Regions from separate parts of the Mus musculus genome. Here region 1 is linked to region 2. A link is a contact called in public promoter capture Hi-C data. All regions are on one chromosome and are shown on one strand. Each heading gives the region's core, a stretch centred on a gene start, on an enhancer-like site or on the middle of the called end of the contact. The rest is flanking DNA. Distances are from core to core; before and after follow the strand shown.

The links. Promoter capture Hi-C pulls out the DNA fragments that hold promoters and counts their contacts.
Region 1: a promoter capture Hi-C map of the HPC-7 cell line shows a contact between it and region 2. The contact joins the promoter of Alg1 here to the promoter of Coro7 in region 2. A contact is called at or near these places in 3 of 39 promoter capture datasets (the HPC-7 cell line, cranial neural crest and embryonic stem cells), 2 of 484 Hi-C or Micro-C datasets (CD4 T cells and CD8 T cells) and 2 of 115 datasets of contacts at active chromatin or transcription factors (memory CD8 T cells and pancreatic cancer cells).

Annotation. Positions count from the first base shown.
Region 1 is chr16:5,232,233-5,238,204 of GRCm38.p6, reverse strand. Alg1 (asparagine-linked glycosylation 1 (beta-1,4-mannosyltransferase)) reads right to left here and starts at 4,584. Exons shown (of 13, transcript NM_145362.2): 1 at 4,348-4,584; 2 at 3,162-3,239; 3 at 2,939-3,042; 4 at 1,737-1,885. The coding sequence starts at 4,555.
Region 2 is chr16:4,676,951-4,683,047 of GRCm38.p6, reverse strand. It overlaps Coro7 (coronin 7), which reads left to right and starts at 3,328. Exons shown (of 28, transcript NM_030205.4): 1 at 3,328-3,496; 2 at 6,016-6,097. The coding sequence starts at 3,437.

The DNA.
Region 1 (5,972 bases), core at 3,335-5,834, 550 kb before region 2:
GGCAAGCTCAAGGCCCTGGTTCTACCTCTAGTGCTTAAAACATGGGACATGGTGGTGCATGTCTATCCAAACACTGAAAAAGGGAGGAGAAAAAGGCAGGAGGATCAGAATTCACGGTCATCCTATGATATGATATGAAGCCAGTCACAATAAACAGTCTCAAAATATGTGTGTATTATGGACATATATGTATATATACACATATACATATGAGTAGGGATGTAGCTCCATTGGTAGAGAGCTTGCCCATAATACATCAAAGTCCTGGGTTCCATCCCCAGCACATCATAAAATAAATATTGACAGTGCACACATGTAATCCCAGCACTAGAAAGGTAGATCAAAACCAGCCTACAATAAATGAGACTCAAAAAAACAAGTTTAAGGGGCTGGTGAGATGGCTCAGCGGGTAAGAGCACTGACTGCTCTTCCGAAGGTCCTGAGTTCAAATCCCAGCAACCACATGGTGGCTCACAAACACCCAGAATGAGATCTGATGCCCTCTTCTGGTGTGTCTGCAGACAGCTACAGTGTAACTAGTTTAATAAATAAATCTTTAAAAACAAAAACAAGTTTAGGGACCAGAGAGCTGCTTCAGCACTGGTTGCTCTCCCACAGAGCCAGGGTTTAATTCCCTAGACCCACACAGCAGCTCACAACCATCTATAAATCCAATCCCAGGGGATTTGATCTCCTCTCCTGTCCTCTGCAGTCACAAGACAAACACATGGTACACAGACAAACGTGCAAGCAAAACAGCCATATAAAAATAATATTCATATATAAAATAAAGTAATTTTGTTTGCTTGTTTGTTGAGACAGTGTTTCTCTGTGTAGCCAGGCTGGCTTTAAACTCAGAGATTTACCTGCCTCTGCCTCCCAAGTACTGGGATTAAACACATGTGCCACCACCACACAGCTGTCTTTTGTTGTTGTTTTTGTTTTGTTTTTGAAATTAAAGTAATTTTTAAGAATAAAATGAACTAGAAAAATTAATTACAAAAAAATGCATAAAAGTAGGATTGCTAACTGGTGGCGGCCAACACATTTAATCCCAGCAGAGGCAAGCAGATCTCTGAGTTTGAGACCAGCCTGATCTACAGAGTGAGTTCCAGGATAGCCAGAGCTACACAGAGAAACTCTTGTCTCAAGAAAAAAAAAGTTAACACTACTAAACTGGGTGTGGTTTATCGTGCCTGTAATCCCAGAGTGTACAAAGCTGAGGCACGAGGACCAACATAAATTCGAAGCTAGTCTGGGCACCGGAGTGAGAAAGCTCATTAGCTACCACCAGAGTACGGCAGCCTTTTCTTCCCTCCAGCTACAAGTTGGCTCTGGAGTGCAGCCTCCAGGGGCTGATTCCTGATGACTTCCTGTGCAGCAAGAGGCAGCATCACTCTCAGCCCACTCACCTAACTTTTACAATGCACCATAATTGGGGGTGATGGAGACAGAGTGGGGAAAAACGGGACCTGGCCTGGAGCCTGGCACGAAGCTGGTGCTGTGACAGGAAGGAGCTGCCTGGTCTGCTGGTCCCACAAACAACAATCAATCCCAGCAGGGACAGAGAAAGGACAGAGCTAGCTGGACCCCAGAGCAAGAAGCACACAATGAGATGGGCAGCCAGAATCAGAGTGGAACTGAGGACCCTGCTCTAGATCCAACCTGCTCACCCAGGCCCTTCTCTCCCACCCACTCTAATGAGGACTCAGGGGGAACCACTCACATCCTCTCACCATTTGGCCAGCAGCACAATGGGGTGGCGGGGGCCATGGACCAAGCCCATGATGGAGTAGCCATAGTTGTGCCAGTCGATGACCAATTTGCTCCCACAAATGCAGCCCACAAACCAGCAGACGGCAATAGCAGGCAGACCTGGAGGGTTCTAGGAAAAGGAGACTCAGGCAGTGGAGGAAGCATAGACTATGGCCCATATAGCCTAGAGGAGTGACCACACAGCAAAGAAACTATGACCTAAAAGGCTCTCATCAGCCCGGGGGCAGAAAGAAGATCCCCTCCACCATAAAAACATTAACAACAACAAAGGGAGTAAGAAGTTATAAAGAAACCAAACTGCCCAATCTGAAAACCCCAAAATCATCATCGATCAAGAGCTCTTGAGTTAAGACGATGGCTCAGTAGGTAAAGAATTTGCCACCCAAGCATGAGGACCAGACAAGGGTGCTGGATCCCTGGAACCTGGGTTACAGATAGCTGTAAACTCCTATTGTAGATGGTGGGAGTGAAACCTGGGTCCTCTGCAAGAACAGCAACCGAGCACTGAGCCACTGCTCCGGCAGCCTGCACACTCGTTTGTTTTTCCTATTACTGTATTTATTACCTGACAGTTTCATGACTGTGTATGTGTGATGCATTCTGATCACTCCCCACTCTCTTCCTTAGCTCCCTCCTCACCTGTCAGTCATCCCTCTGTACCGGTTTCCCCTCCAAGTGCTCCCTCCTGGTCTCATCTTTTTTTTTTCTTTAGTGACTGAGTTTAACTACAGTTGCTTATAATAACCTAAGTGAGAGGTTGTTTATTGAAGAATGGGCCATTTATTAGTGGATACACTGGAGAAGAAAAATAACCTCCACCCCCAACAACCATTAACTGCCAACAGCTCCTTAGCTAGGGACGGCTCCCCTGTGAATCCACCCCCCTCCCCCCGCCCATGCTACAGTGTTGGCAGCCTTGCCCCGGTCTTGTATAGCTGCAAGTTCACGAGTGCAGCAGCCCTCCCCATGTTTTTATAGGCTATGCACACAGAAGTATTAAATACATTTAATAATTTGTTCATTTTGTATGTGGGCTGGAAATCAAATCCAAGACCTCACTGAGCCACACCCACAACCCGATGTGTGCATGTTTAAAAGACCAGCAAGAGACCTGCTATGATAATGGTGATTCTCACAGAAGGAAAGAGCAGCTGGCACATACCTGGAGGAAGATGTAGGCTGCAGGGTCCATGCGCATCATCTTCCACAGCAAGTACACTGCCTGAAATACAACCTTGACTCCATACTGGAGAATTCGGGGCCCAGCTGCAAGTCAGAAAACATCTGTCTCTACAAAAGAGCTCTTGGCACTGAGAGTCCCTTCATCTTCCCAATACGCAACCATCCCTACCCCTAGTCAAGAACCTGGAGTTGACTGGTCCTACCTCCCAGGCCCCGCAGATCTGTCAACTTCACAATCCGAATCCTATCATTCTGCAAGAGTTCATCTCGAGGTTTGGAGTCTGCAAATGCAAATGAGCCCTTTCAGGTATCAGAAATAGCCAGTTACAGTCAGCTGGGTGTGTTCCTTCACATCTGTAATTCCAGTACTTGGAAGGATAAGGCAGGATAAAGTGTTCAAAGCCAGCATGTGCTACAAAGCATGCCCATCTCAAGTAAACAAGGTGGAAGGAAAATAACACCTATCAAAACCTCACAGGTCCCCAGTACCCAGAATAGAAAATGAGGTCACTTTGTGTTCTTCTATAGAATACCCTCGAAGGGCATTCATCATACCTACTTAATTTAACCTGATGACTGGCATGCAATAGGGACCCAATTTAACTGATAAAGAGTAGAACTCCTGGATGGCAGTCTGCCCTAGGATAGCACTCCACACGGGGACCAATAAGGGCTATTTCCACTTTCCCTTAGATAGAGCTGGGCCACCCCCAAGTTCGCAGATCCAATTTGAGGTGCCCAGCACGTGTTCGAGGATAGTTATGAATGTCCCCAACATGCTAGCAGATTTCATATGACTGTGTCAAAAGGTTGGATACCTGAGGGGCTACTAAAGTGCATGCCTTTAATCCCAACACTCTAAAGGCAGTAGCAAGTGGATCTCTGTGAGTTCAAGGACACTCTGGCCTACATAGTGAGATCCAAACCAGCTAGAGGCTGCATAGTAAGAGTGAACCCCTGAAAAATCATCCACGTGGACATGATGAGGGAGTGGACACCTCTGCCTACACCTTAGGGGACAAGAGAACCATCCACAGCAAGAAAAGCTCTGCGGCTGGACAAGGGATGTGAAGAAACATTCAGCCTGCCAACTCAGTGACAAAGGCAGCATGAGGAAGTGGTGACCAGCACTAAGGTCTCACACACCAGGGTTGCAGCCTGTCTGTGCACTACCTAAACAAAGCAAGTGACAGACACTTTTGCAACCGATCTATTTGTAGTCCTCACGTATGGTAAACGGCGACTGACGCCCGCTGCTCCCAGACACCAGAAAACAGCGGTCCAGACCAGAACAGGCAGGAGAGGAGCACAGCTGCTCCCGCCTCTGTCCCAAAACAGGGAGAGTCAAGGCTCCTGATTGAGCCTCCCTCTCAGGTCCCCGCCACTCACTGTAGAACCCCAGCAGCGTCACCGAAAAGCCGCTCTGGGCCAATGACAGCGCGTGGTACTGCATGCGGGGGCTGCGGCCCACGTCGCCCAGCACCACGACGACCATGTGCCGGGCCCTGCCCGTTTGCCGCCCACGCTTCCACAAGCCCAGCAGCAGCACCAGCAACAGCAGCGCCAGAACCAGCAGCGCCACGCAGGACGCTGCCATCTTGGCCGGCCGGCGCCGAGCACGTGACCGGGCCCGGAAGCCTCGCTATGCGCAAGCGCACACCCCAGACCCTGCCCAGGGGGAGGTGATTATGAAATCGCCTCTTTACGAAGGAGGAGGCGGAGCCTTGGATAAGGCGAGGTCTGGGAGAAAAGGAAAGAGAATTTGGAAGATGGGGGCGGGCTCTGAACGGGGGGGCGGGGCCTGGAAAGGGTAGGAGGCCTTTGAAGAGTTACTTAAGGAGCCCAAGAATGGACTTAGCCATGCCAAGTTCTCTGAAGTGTGTTTTCCCCTGTGAAAGTAAAGCTGTACCTTTATTGGAGTCTAAGAACTTCTTTTAAAGACCGCTAAGATAAATTTCAAACTATAATAATGATGATAATGATTACCTGCTGCTAGAGTACACTTCTCAGCTTCCCTTACGGACTGTGAAGTCATTTCTACCCCTATAGGAGGCCATATCTCATCTTCTGTGAGTATCTTAGCCATCTACACAAAAATGTACCCTCACCGTACATGAACTTGTCTCGGCTATGATCAGACCCAGCCTCTTTTATCTACTCTCTCAGTAGCTGCCTTTAATAATCTAACAAGAGAGATTAAATTTTAGATGAGAGGCTGATGAGTTTTCTTCAGGTAAAGGTGTTTGATGCTAAAGTAGGGTACCATCTCAGGAAGGAGAGAATCAACTCTCTACATCCTCTGACTTCCACGCTCCTGCTGTGACACACACAGCACCTCCCTTGTACACTAAATAAATAAAAACAATTTGGATGAATTTCCTAGTTTTGTTGAGGAAAGAGGCCATTCCCTGAGAAGTGAATGTATAAACAAGATCATGGCTACACATGGAAACCGATCTTTGTTGGTAGAAGGCAAGAGACCATAGGGCCTCTGGCTCTTTAGCAGAGGTGCCTTCCAGTGAGAAAATTTATTAAGCAAAATGTTTATCTCTTCATTTGTTAAGATGCATGCACATTGAATACAACAATTCAAATACAAAAGAGAGGAAGCAGGCATAGTATAGCCTGTAATTCTGGCACTGTGGAGGAGAAGCCAAGGTCATCCTCGACTCCATAGAGAGTTCAAGACCTGCCTGGGCAGCTTATGACAAGAACTCAAAAAAATAAGGGGCTGGATAAATGACTCAGCAGTTAAGAGCTCTTACTTGCAATCATGACAGGAGTTCAAATCCTGACACCCATGTAACAAGCTGGATGTCACCACAAAACCTATAATCTCAGCTGTGAGGGGCAGAAACAGAAAGCTCACTAAAGCTTGTTGGCTTTCAGCTTATAAGGAGAAAAAGGAGACTCAAGTTTAGGGAGAGACGAATAGACAATGGGTTATAGAGAAAGAAAGGAAGGGAAAGAAGGAAGGGAGGGAGGAAGGGAGGGAGGGAGGGAAGAAGGAAGGA
Region 2 (6,097 bases), core at 2,079-4,578:
AATGGTTTCTCACAACTTTAATCCCAACACATGGGAGGTAGAGATAGGCAGATCTCTAAGATTGAGGCCAGCCTGGACTACAGAGCAAGTTCCAGGATAGTTGGGGCTACCTGGAGAAATCCTGTTTTTGAAAAAAAAAATTGTGAAGCTGGTTCCTATTATCAAAAGGAGTCATTTTCTTTATCCCTGGCTGAAGGGACACGTGGCTATCTGTGGTGACTATTAGCATACCAAAGCACATCAGGCCTTCAGGCTCCCTTGTACCAAAAGTACCTGTTTCAAATTTCAAAGTTCATGCTAGCATCCTAGCTCTTCTCACTTCTTCCCCAACTTCAAACTCTGCAGCTCATGGGTCCCACTTCCCCAAGCTTATAACCCTTCGATTCTCTTTCTTTCTCTTTCTCTTTCTCCCTCTCCCTCTCCCTCTCTCTCTCCTCAAATTACCAGGTCTAGCATACTATGGAACAGTCATGTCATCAGTTTATTACAAAAATTTTTTAAAAAAGCTATAAAAGCTGGTGTCTAAATGTGTAGAAGTATATGCTTAAACCTTAAATTTAGTATACATAACTGAAAATGAAGCCAGAAAGCTAGACTGGGGCTGGTTAGTTAGGAAAGTTACATTTTTCACCACCCTCCCAAATAAAAGGAAGAGAATCTGAGGGCTTATGAATGGGTTTAGGATGATCAGTCTACATTGACACCACACACACACACACATACACGTGCACAAGAGAGAGCACACTGGCACTTTCTACCCCCCAGTTTTGTACACAAAATGTGTGTGCATGTTACCCTGGATAGATATCCATAACCTTCACCAACCAAATTCTCAGTGGATTCTGAGACTCTTAAGGTCAAAAACTACCAATCAAGCAGAAAGTAGTTATGAAGCTAGTGTAAAGTGCAAGGGCAGCTGGAGAGCTTGTGCATGGGTGTCAGTGATGGGAACAAAGAGCATTTCAGTGAAACAAGGAGGAAGGCAAGGCGCAGGGAATGAGAGGGGACAGTTCTGTAATGCATCCAGCAGCAAATGCATTCAAATATCTCCAGCACAATGACTAAGACTATGAACTGAAAAACAAAAACAAAAAAACAAAAAACAACAGCAACAACAAAAAGTTGGAGCTCCTACTGCTCAAATCTCAGGCTCTGTTGTACACGCTATAGCAATGTCATTAATCTTATAGTGCCCAGGCTAGTCTCAAACTTGTGGGCTCAAGCCAGCCTCCCACTCACTCTTGAAAATTTCTAAGAATACAGATAGGCACCACTGAGCCCTGCAAGAATCATTTTTATTGGAGCTAGAGAGAAGGATCAGCAGGTAAGAGCTCTTGCTGTGCTTCCAGAGAACCTACCTTTGATAGTCTACCATAAGGAAACTTTGTCATAAGTTTCTGCTGTTACTAGGAAACTTTCTAATGCCAAGACTGATTACATATTCTCTTATGTTCTGTGTCCCTGGAAATCAATCACTATAGAAGTCGGTAGAACTGTTTTGTATAGTTACCCACAATAAGCTTGGACCTGAACCAACCACCCAGCAGCACTTCCTGCACCTGCGTATGAGCTTTTATGGTATAAGCTGCCCCTGAGATGGACTCCAACATAAGAGAGCACCTGCACCAATATAAGAAACTATTTGGAGTAAGACTTCCATTTAGAGTAGGAGTCTAGTAAAGTTTAAGTTCCCAAGACCTCCTTAGGAACTGACATCCTACTTGGCAGAAAAAGACATCCTGGTTAGCAAGTAAAGACATGAATGTTAGACAAAGCCCATCCTGGTTGACAAGTTAGGACATGAATATTATTAGACAAGGCAAGTCCCCTGCCTGCCACAGTTGACTACCCCAACCAATGGGAGCAGGATAAGTGTACAACAAAGACATGTTCCTAAGGAAATCTTCCTGTCTTTAAATCCCGATTGATGAAATAACTTGGCACAAATGTTTGTAGATCTTGGGCTTAAAAGCCCTGTAGGATCTTAGTTCAGGGTAGTGGCTCAGTTCTGAAATCCTGACCATGGCCCTGGTCGACCAATCCTGGAGCATATGATCAATAAACCATCCTGGTCTGACCGAGATCAATGTCTGTGTGATTTGTGAGGCAATTCCTGGACCCCAACATTGTGTGCACACAGATGAGTAGGCAGGGATAGACAGGTGAACAAAAGTAAATGTCCCAGCAGTCAAGAGTACTTGTTTCTCCTTATTTTCGAAGAAGACCCAAGTCTGATTCCCAGCACCCATGTGGCAGTTTAAGACACTTCACAAGGCCAGGGGATCCAACAAGTCTAACCAAGAGCAAGCATAATTACCCACTGAGCCATTTTCCCAACCCTGCCTTCTTTCTCCCTTTTCTTTTCTTTTCTTTCTTTTTTCTTTTTCTTTTTTTTCTTTTTGGGCAGGTTCTCACTATATAGTCCCGAACTATGTAAACCAAGCTGACCTTGAACTTCTGATCTTCCTCCTGAATGCTGGGACTATAGGACTATGTCACTGTGCTGGGGATGGCACCCAGGGCTTCATACATGCCTGGCAAACACTCTACCAACTGAGCTACAATCCACAGCTAAAATCATTTTTAAGGGAAAATTGATGCTCACAGATATTGAGAATAAAGCTATATATCACTTGGTCATTATCATCATACACTCTAGTATGAAAAAAATTGCATTATAAAATGTGTATTTTTGGCTGGGCAGTGATGGTGCACATCTTTAGTCCCAGGACTTGGGAGGAAGAGGCAGGGGGATTTCTGAGTTTGAGGCCAGCCTGGTCTACAGAGTGAATTCTAGGACAGCCAGGACTACACAGAGAAACCCTGTCTCAAAATAAATAAATAAATAAATAAACAAAAATAAAATAAAATAAAAATAAAACTCAAAACAAAGGGGTAGAAAGGGAGGGAAGGGGAGACAAGAGGTGGGAGGGAGGGAGGGAGAGAGAGAGAGATTGAGAGAGAGAAAGATTGAGTCTCAGTGGTTCTTATCTTTTATGGGTCGCGGGGATTATTCCCAGTTTTAGTCTAGTTAATTCTGTCCTGCTATTTCTCAGGTCATTGTAAAACCTCAGGGACCAGTATTGCAAGTCTAATCCTGCAGCAATTGAAGTGTGGTTCCTTCGGTAGGACAGCTGCGGCTCACATGACCTCCGACCAGTGCAGTAGTCCCCCAGGCATCAGGGCGTGACTTCTCAGGTCGTCCTGGCCTCTGAAGAAGGCGGGGCTGAAGGCCGTCGCGCTGAAGAAGGGTGACGTGGGGGCGTGCCTAGGCAGGCCGCAGGAGCTTCCGATTGGTTGTCATCAATAAGGGCGTGGCACCAGGCTGCAGGCTGCTGAGGCGGCAGGCTGCAAGAGTCCAGGGCGGCTTCTCTTCATTCACCTAGTACCTGACGACCCTCGTTCTCCAGCCTGAGCTTGCTCTGTCCCAGCTGCCATGAGTCGCTTCAAGGTGTCCAAGTTTCGGCATATGGAGGCCCGGCCGTCCCGCCGAGAGGTGAGCCCGGCCAGTGGACCCCACTCCCTGGCTTCTGGTCCCGGAGGACTGCCATTCCCAGTGCCTGCCTGTGCAGTGCACACTCTGGGTTGTGAAGACCCTCACCCCACCTCGCCCCATCTGTCCACCCGGAACTTCTCCCTTTAGATGAACCCTAGAGTTCAGGCCGCCCCTTCACTGCTCAGAGGACAGAGTCCGGAGGTCTGATGACGCGCCCTAGTAGTTGGGTGATCCCGGAGGTCGGCCTGGCCGGTTCGCCTCCCCCTGTTACCCCAGGAGGCCTCGCAGCACTCCCAGACGCGAACAGGCCTCTGTTTCCGGTCGGCCTTGCTGGGAACCTGGCTGGGAAACTGTCGACGCCGGTCTCCCCCTTCCAGCAGTCTAGGATCACCCCTGCTCCGGGCCGGCCGGGCTGTGGGAGAGATGCATCTCTTTCTTGTGGTCTCAGTGAGAGGGAAGGTATCATCTGGAGAGGGAGCCCCTGGGGCCAGGCAGGCTTCCTCCCTCGAGTTTCTGCCACTCTTCCTTGTCTACTGGTGCAAGCTCTTCCTTTACTGGGGTGATGATACTAGCGGTTGTTGGGGCCTGGAGAAGCCTAGAGCAGGTGGATCCCAGATGGAGTGTCAAGAAGGACACTCCACTCGGTGAGGCACTGGCCTTTCTCCCCCTGTGTTATTTGGACCTCTAGTGTCCCAAAGCAAGTTAGGACAACCGTGCTCCATTTTCATTCTCTGGACAGTTAGCCTTTCTGTACCTATTGTGTGCTGCTCAGCTCTCTAAAACAGTGAACATTGTGACATTTCCCCTTCTCTGTGGAACTTAACAGCCTCTGGTCAGCAAGCACAATATAAATCCACTGAAGAATCAGAACACCCGGGGGTATGTGGTGGGCTGTGATGTAAAGAAGTGAAGTAGAGTTGAACGTAATAGTATTGTGGAGGACAGTGCCCAGGTGGGTGGATTTCAACAGAGGCCAGAAGGGTGAGAAGAAAAAAAGCCAGTAAAGAAAAAGAAAGTGGCCGGGCGGTGGTGGTGCAGGCCTTTAATCCTAGCACTTGGCAGGCAGATTTCTGAGTTCGAGGCCAGCCTGGTCTACAGAGTGAGTTCCAGGGCAGCCAGGGCTACACAGAGAATCCCTGACTCGAAAAACCAAAAAAAGAAAAAAGAAAAAAAGAAAGTGAACCCAGGGTGGACAGAGGCCATTAGCCAGGCAAAGCTGGTGACAGATGAGTTACAGGGCAGCCCTTCAGAGGAAGAAGTTGAGTTTTGTTATGAGTATAGTATGGCGCCATTGAAAGCTTGAGAGGAAGTACACAGTGCTTAGATTTGGATGCAGACTATTACTAAGAGTGCAGTAATGATTAGTGGACGGATCTGGAGAGACCTTCAGGGCTCTGTGGCTTCTCTCTGTATGGACCTCCTTCTAGTAAGTTAATCAGACAGGCCCACAGAACCGGGGGCCTCAGGAGTGCTTGTTACTGAGGCAAGAAGGATTGCAGATCTGTGCTTTGACACCAACAGAGGGAATGGGGTCCTTGATCTCAGTTGCAGGGCGAGCGCTCTTCTTTCCCATATGCGGGGTGTCACCATTACTGCCTTCACTCATCCAGGGCGGAGCATGCTCTGAGGAAGCCAGATCTTTATCTTCTCCCTACTGAGTGTGATGTTCACAAGGGGCCGTGGGCCCTGGCTTCAGCAGAGTAGCCACAGGAGCACACCCATCTTCTGTTAGATGGTCACTTCCTTGCCACTTTCATACTCTTGTTTTTTTTTTTTTTTTTTTTTCTTTTTGAGGCAGGGTTTCTCTGTGTAGCCCTGGCTGTCCTGGAACTCACTCTGTAGACTAGGCTGGCCTCAAACTCAGAAATCCACCTGCCTCTGCCTCCCGAGTGCTGGGATTAAAGGCCTGCGCCACCACTGCCCAGCTCCTTCCCACTCTTTGAACTGAAATATTCCCCCCAGAGACACATGCATTTCCTCTGACAGCCGCCTCCTCATCCTTATTAGGGAACTGATTTGCTAAATAGAATCACCCTCTGAGCTAGTTAGATTATTTCAAGAACATTTGCTATTTTTTAAGGGACTGAGTGGGGGCAGACCAAAAAAAAAAAAAAAAATCCAAATATCTATCCCAAAAAATACTGCTCTAATGGTGCAGCTTTAAGGGCTGAAGAAACAACTTTATTAGTAACATATTTGCTATAATGCATGAAGACATAAGTTTGATGTCCAGAACCTAAGTGATGATGTATGCTTACAATCATCACACACCCACACAGACAAGAGGACGGCTGGAGCTCACTAACCAGCCAGCCTAGCAGAATTTGTGAGTTCTAGATTCAGGGAAAGACCCTGTCTCAAAAAACAAAGTGGGTGATTTGCGTGGATGACACCAGACACACACACACATACACACACACACACACACACACACACACACACACAGTTTCCTGCATTATGGCCCTGTCTATGGCCCTGAGGAGAGACCTGACACTAACCATGTTATTCTTCATTTGCAGGCCTGGATCAGTGATATTCGTGCTGTAACCACCCCCACATGCGGGAACCACATCAAATCAAGCTGCAGCTTGATCGCTTTCA